Regions from separate parts of the Zea mays genome. Here region 1 is linked to region 2. A link is a contact called in public Hi-C data. All regions are on one chromosome and are shown on one strand. The core of a region is the stretch at or near the end of the contact, and the rest is flanking DNA. Distances in the headings are between cores, read along the strand shown. Region 1 holds the start of LOC100193301. Region 2 holds the start of LOC100194104.

The links. Hi-C and Micro-C count contacts between places; a contact is called where the count stands out from the background.
Region 1: a Hi-C map of ear shows a contact between it and region 2, with 3 times the contacts expected there. The contact joins the promoter of LOC100193301 here to the promoter of LOC100194104 in region 2. A contact is called at or near these places in 6 of 25 Hi-C or Micro-C datasets (bundle sheath, ear, endosperm and 3 more).

What each region holds. Positions count from the first base shown.
Region 1 is chr10:74,108,357-74,112,136 of Zm-B73-REFERENCE-NAM-5.0, reverse strand. It overlaps LOC100193301, which reads left to right and starts at 1,761. Exons shown (of 8, transcript NM_001367019.1): 1 at 1,761-2,139; 2 at 2,242-2,324. The coding sequence starts at 1,844.
Region 2 is chr10:73,842,562-73,845,918 of Zm-B73-REFERENCE-NAM-5.0, reverse strand. It overlaps LOC100194104, which reads right to left and starts at 2,048. Exons shown (of 8, transcript NM_001359396.1): 1 at 1,718-2,048; 2 at 1,517-1,599; 3 at 1,333-1,416; 4 at 920-995. The coding sequence starts at 1,946. It overlaps LOC103641217 (thyroid adenoma-associated protein homolog), which reads left to right and starts at 2,040. Exons shown (of 6, transcript XM_008664579.3): 1 at 2,040-2,305; 2 at 2,463-2,526; 3 at 2,617-3,357. The coding sequence starts at 2,648.

The DNA of each region.
Region 1 (3,780 bases), core at 512-3,011, 270 kb before region 2:
GCAAAGACAAAAACACCATCATTGGCGATCTTCGCATGTCAAATATATCACTAGAAGGGATTGCTTGGAAAGCTCCAGACAAAAAGACTAACAAGTCTTGAGGCACCAGGGGGCAGGCTCAACCAAGCAGCTGAGCAAAACTCCTTGACTCGAGCATCGCAGACTATCCGGTACCTGGGTGCGGACGATCCGGTGCTCATGCGGACGGTTTGGCTGACTCAGCTAGACAGTCCGCACATGGCCAAGGAAAGAGACGCAAGGGCAAAGCCAACATGACACACATGGTCAGCTAGTAAAAGCTAGCCCTACTTTCGATCAATTGCTAGCCAAATACGCTGGCAAGAAGGCCGTTCTACGCGATCGGCCAACAAAGAAACTCCGGTCACCCACTAACAAAACGGCCCGAAAGACGACGCAACAAGCATCGCATATTCGTTCTGTCATGCGAGGATGCTTTCCACCCACCTACTCATCGTTGATGTGTTGTCCCGTTCAAATATGGAATGGTACAACGATGAACCCATGGTACATGCGTACTCCCTTTGTCTATTCAGGCTGGGGGCACCTCCATTCTATTCCTTTTGATCCATTGATCAAATGGTCACAACCGAGAAAGATGCAATCCTAAACGGCCTTTATGCATTGGGGCTCTATTGAATGATCACTATATTGGATTGGAAAAGCCGATGACTTGCATCAGGATTAGTTCATATGCTTTTGGTTCGTCAACCTCCACCAAAAGGGAGGGGGCATATGTTGAGCACACAAAACGTCCTCGCGGACGGTCCGCGGTGGTGGCGCGGACAGTCCGCGCCTGCGCAGAATTAGTTAGGGTTCCGAGTTTCTCGTGGGATTTGTTGGCTAAAACCGCGGGATTAGCTCGAGAAACGACTTGTAGCGGATCCAAACCTTCCCCTTTATATAGATGAAGGGCTACGAGCGATTGAACCCCCACAATCGATCAAATCAAATCTATTTATCAGTTTTACCTTTTCGTTCTTTCAATTCCTAGGAGTAGGAGTAATTTAGCCTTAGGATTATATCTAGTTTAGTCTTCCACAACAATCTCTACTCGGCTCTACGCCAATTAGAGGAGCACCGGGCGCCCTGCCGACCTGGAGCAACCCCTTGGAACTCTCCCCATCGACGGGATCTCTCCCGGGTGAGTTCTAGGGTTCTTCATGGAGAAGAAGCCCCTCTGTGATATCGCGAACCGTCCGGCCCCAGACGCGAACCGTCCGGAAGTGTGCAGAGGAGGAGCCGCTCCTGCGCTAGGTCGCGGACCGTCCGGCCCGGTGTCGCGGACCGCCCGTGCCTCTATAGAGAGCCCCGCCAAGCGATCTGTTCCCGTGTTTGGCACCCGGATCGGCGCCAACATGTGCTAGACCTAATAGTTAGTGGCTAAAATTAGTTGAAGACATCCAAATACCCTATCTAATAGTACAGATATTAACTATTTTTAGTAAATTAGTTAATAGTTACCTAGCTATTTGTTAGTTAACTAATTCAACTAGTAATTTTTTAGCCAATTAACTATTAGTTCTAGTGCATTCAAACATCCCCTTAGTTTAAATAGCTAATAGCTAAATTATTAGCTAGAGTGTTTAGATATCTTTAGCTAATATTAGCCACTAACTATTATCTCTAATACATTCAAACACCCTTAATTTTTAGTCAATAACTATTAACTAGTGGATAGTGGGGTCATAGTGGATAGTGGGGTCGCGCTCGTCCCGGACCGGACCTGCACTCCATCCATCTCCAGGGACCAGAACTAGGGTTTGCGAAATCGTGACGCGAGCACTTGAAGATTCGCGAAAGACAGCGCGACCGACCCACGGCGATGGCCACCGTCCACCCTCAATCCCCGGCGGGTCCCACCCATCTCCCGCAGGAGGAGCGACACGGGGACGCCCCGGTACCGCCCGCCGTCTCCGGCGAACCCGCCGCCGCAGCGGAGGCGGGCGGCGAGATCGCCGCGCTCGACAAGCAGCTCGCCGTCGTCGGCGGCGGCGAGGAGAGGAGGCCGGCCGGGGCCGGGGCCGGGGCCGCCAGCGCAGGCGGGGGAGGGAAGCTGGTGGCGGAGGCCATGCGCAAGTACGCTGCCCCGCGGTCGTCGCGCTTCCACGGCGTCACCAGGTACGAGCACGGCGGTGTTCTGCCCGCCTTTCAGTGGCTTTGACTTTGAGGTTGTGCTCTGGTTTGATTTGGGCGTGCACTGCTGCTCTGGTTCCGGGGCAGGCTCAAGTGGAGCGGCAAGTACGAGGCGCACCTTTGGGACAACACCAGCCAGGTCGAAGGCCGCAAGCGCAAGGGCAAGCACGGTATGTACCCTACCAACCTCGGATCCGAGCTCTAGCTCACTGTAAAACCATCTGAATGTTTGGGCTAGAACGTTGATGCGGTTTAGTTAGGAATGACGATGACATGTGCACACTATTACTTTTGACACAAGAAACTGGAAACATGGAACTTGTCCACGATCCTTGTTCCGGAAACGTTCCGTTCCAGGAACACTGGAACAATCTTGTCCGCATATTGTTAAAATCATTTTTAAAGCAATTTTCCCACCATGTAACGGAAAATTGCTTTTTTAGGTCGCTTGTTTTTGTCGCCTGCCAAAATACCCTGCCATTCGTCGCATTCGCTTAATTGCCTCGCTTAAGCAGCGTATAGTAGATAACATATCGGTGTACCTATTCACATGTTTTTTTTATAGATCTAATAATTGTGCATTCTCGATGTGCGGCTGTTCATATCCCGCTGCCCAGTGCCGCGTCAACTCTCGTCGGCATCTAGCCGCAGCCGGCCGTCGAGCTGCCATGCGCCTATGCCGGATGGCAGTTCTGTTTACAATTTGTGCTTTCCCCAATTTGCTGTACGTAATAGTTATCAAATCCAATTTAGTGTACACAATAGAAACCATCACATCCATCTGCTAGGGAAAAATAATTGTGCATGCACTTGTGAGAAGGCGCTGCATTCATAGTTGCCAGTTATGCTGCTACTACTTGTACGTATAGTTGGTATTTTTGCTGTACTCCAGTAGCTTGCCGCTCTAGACTCGACCAGATGCAGAGGACGCGAGAATGCAGCAGAGGGTAAAATTGGCATTTAGAATTATCAGATCTATAGAAAACATGTGAATAGGTATACTGGGGTATTTTATTTACTACGTGCTACTTAAGTGGGGCCATTAAGCGAGTACGACAAATGGCAGGGTATTTTGGCGAGCGGCAACGACAAGCGACTTAAAAAAGCAATTTTCCCGTACGGGGAAAATTGCTTTTCCCATTCCTCGACCCTGTCGATCTAGGAACCTGGTTACTAAGAGATCAATAGTCCAAAATTACGTTTCCTTTTTTGCAGCAATACACAAACGAATGGTCAGCAAGGTGTCTTAATTCCTGGTTACTAAGATATCAGTGAAATATAACTGAAATCTTATTCCTGGCCTATTTTCAAGGTGTCTTAATTAATTGTCACTCCATGATTTCAATACACAAACGAATGATCAGCAAGTCACCTAGTATTTCCTATAATAGTTCTAGTTGAAAAGGTGGAGGTAGATCATGGGACTAGGATAGTACTAATGTTGGGTTAACAAAGTTAGTACCTATGGATGCATCAGGTAGCCATATATCTTGTATTACTGAATGGATTATCATGACTAGTGTTATGCTTAAAAATGCATTATATGATGGTCCATGATTTTATCTGATGCCCATGTAAATATTTGGCCAAAGAGTCATCAACACCTGAAAGCTTACATGTCCAGTA
Region 2 (3,357 bases), core at 799-3,298:
ATCAATTTTTTCCTAGTGGGTATGGGTATGGCTTCGTGTGCCCACTATGTACCTTACCCACTGCCATCCCTAAGTAAGATAAGGACATGTACAGTCTAGATACTATGTTGCGGTTATCTAAACACTAGATGTATCTAAGAAACTTCTTCACACAACCCAATATATCTAAGTCTTGTATCTTATTCATTAGAACCCTTCAAAATACGACTCATTTACGTGAGTTGTATGGGTGGAACCGTATCTATACTTAGAAAATCGTGTTAGAGACGTTCCTTCATCAAGATATGTCTCGTGTTTTTTTACTCCTACTCTCTTAATATCCTTTAAAATACAAATCATTTATGTGGGTTGTATATACGCTAAGGCTTTCTCCAACGTCTCCCCCTCCCACTTCCCCTGACAGGATACGGTGTGGGGGTGGGGGGCACGTGCGCGTCCAACGGCGCCCCCGTGCCTCCTCTCGTGCTGGTATGTCAGCCATTTCCCCGTGGCACTAATTGATTGTATTTAATATAAAATTAATCTTTTTTGAGTTTTTGGTAGATAATAATGTGTATTATTACTTTTTTGAGTTTTTAGTAGATAATAATGTGTATTATTACGGTAATGCAAATATGGTGGTATTTTTTAAAACTCAAAAACCAAGGTATAAAAGTCAAATAGCCTAGTTAAAGGATAAAAAAGGAGCTGAATAGAGGAAATGGTAGGAGCGGAGGAGAAATAGGGGGAAGAATAGTTAAGAGGAGGTATTTAAATATGAATAGAAAGTACGAATAGTGGGACTTGAGAGGGGAAATGGTTGGAGATAGCCTAAGGACCAGAATGTGGAGAGGAAGATATTAATTGCAGTAAACAACTGAGAATTGAAAATCAAGATTCAAGAACCGAGAAGGCGAGAACAGAGGAAGTAGCATCTGACCTCCAGCATCCTTCAGCTCACGCAGTGCTGCGTCTGCTCCAGTAGGCAATCGCCAAGCATCTCCATGCGCATAATACTGGAAGAAACAATGATCCATCCATGAGCCACATGGTATGGTTACGAACATTCGACATACCGATAAACCGGAAGCGGAATGCATCCTTCAACTTAGAAAAACTAAATATATTTGAGAGCGGTGAACTTCATCGCCTGGGCTTCTGTTGACTAACAGTATAGTCAGAACATTTGTTCTTGTTCAATTTCGTCATTGTAGTAACTATAGTAAGGTAATAAAAGATAATCAGATACCAAACACTGAAACACTTCAATGCATACTCAAATTCTTCAACCAACCCTGATTCACCAAGAAGTATTCAATCGAACAACCTTAGCGAGAACATGAGGTATACTACCTGATACACTTCTTCGAAATAATCACCATCAGTGCAGTCGGTCGCTTCTGCCACGACAATTCTCCAGAATGGCCGCCCATCTCCCTGCAATTAGTCCAAAACCCAACAAGTCGTCACCTCGAGAGCAACCACGACGCAATTTCAAGCTTTGCAATGCAATTCCTGTGCGTCTCATGACCATTACCTGGTACCTGAGTGTCTTCGGCCATGGCGCGGAGAATGCCCGCTTGAACCCCTCCATGATTCTCTTCTTAGTCTTCGTCACACCTGGACAGCGAACAAAGTCAGGAACATCACGAGACCACACGCCAAACGTTTGACGAAATGCAGAGCACCAGACATGAGGAAAGTACGAGGTGGTGGATTCTTCGGGTTGGAAGCGTACCGTAACGTCGGCCGATGGAGGCATACGTCTCGGCTACCGGCCGCGCAACCTGCAGCAGCGTGCCACCGGCGTCGAGCAGCAGCCCGCGGTACGCCGGTGCCAGCCTGCCGGCCGCAGCGCTCGCTGCCACCAGACGCCGCGCCATGCCTGAGCGGGAAACAGCGCTACTGCGGGCCGCGAATGGGACCGCCGGAGCGCACCGGAGGAGCGCCGCCGCGGCGGGCGGCATCTCCAAGAGGCGTTCGCCGGCGAGTCCGCGGGAGGCACGAGGTCGGCAGGCGCGACGCGCGAATCTCAAAGCACAGGAGGGGTGTGCGGACTGCGGAGGCCTAGGGGTATTTTGGTCAGGTCGACGCGGAAAACACTCTAGCGAGGGGGAAGAGAGAGAATCGCAGGACCAAACCCTAAACCCCCGCTCCCGCCTCCTCTCGCTGCTGCAGCTTGCCGGGAGCTCACGCGGCCTTTGCTTCTCGCTTCTTTCGCTGGCCACCTGATCCCGGTTGTTCTTCGCTGGGCTCCCGAGCCGCTGCACTCGCTGGGTGCTGCCGCCTGCCAGGAGGAGCGGCACGGCCGTCTACAGGATTAAAGGTTATTTGTTTGCCTGCCTCCCTGTTATCGCCGCATATGAAATCTCTGATAGCTTGTTTACGCTATCTGTAGACTGTAGTAGAAGGCGTGCTCTAATTCAGCCCAAGTAGTTCGTACTCGTGAAAATCTACTGAACTAACGTTGTGTGGTTTGTTAGGGAGGGAAGGTTTGTGGTTTAAGTTCCCGGAGGAAGACTTGTGGCGGAACTGTACTGACTTCAGGTGAATCATTCGGCTTATGTATGCCTGTTTAAGAGTCCAGTGTGGTTCTGCTGGAGGTTTCAGTTTTGTTTGTTCATTATCATCCTTCAGATTGAAGTCAAGGAGCTAATTTGGGGGAAGAATGTCTTCAAAGTGGCGGTCACTGCAGCATCGGCACCGGTACACCTACACCTCCATTGTGTTCCCGAAGCATTACCTTGAGGCCCTAACTCTCGTGCCAGCTGAGATCTCCTCATCCAATTTCTTTGTCCGATTGAGCAACTTGATTTCCCTGACCTCCACTTACTCCCAAGTTGTTGTGGTCAAGGATCTTGCCTCGGCATATGTGCAGTTTCTGTCCACTACAGGGACTCCTGATGAAGCAGTGCTCGCTGCCACAAAGCTTTATTTGGAGATCCTCTTTCTTGAGAATTCCCTCCCTCTCCACCGGACACTCATATCAGTGCTTGCCAAGTGCAAGAAATTCTCCACAGTGATCAGTGGGTGTTTTGCCTTGCTCTGTGAGGAGTATGGTGGCTCTGGTAGTAAGGCAAAGAAGAGATTTATGGTATCTCGAGCAGCCTTGTCGCTTATTGGGTACCCAAAGTTGGGATTTTTGGATGAGGCAGTAGAGAGGTGTGCAGAGATCATGGCACTGGATGTTGTTGATGGGCTTGATGGAGTGACAAAAGACATTGGTGAAGGGTCACGGCCATCTCCAGTCGTGATGGAGCAGTGCCAGGAGGCCATGTCTTGCATGTACTACTTGCTGCAGAGGTACCCGTATAAGTTTATTGGCCTTGACAAGGCGTCAAGTGTCTTCAAGAGTGCTGTCAGGACAATACTATCTGT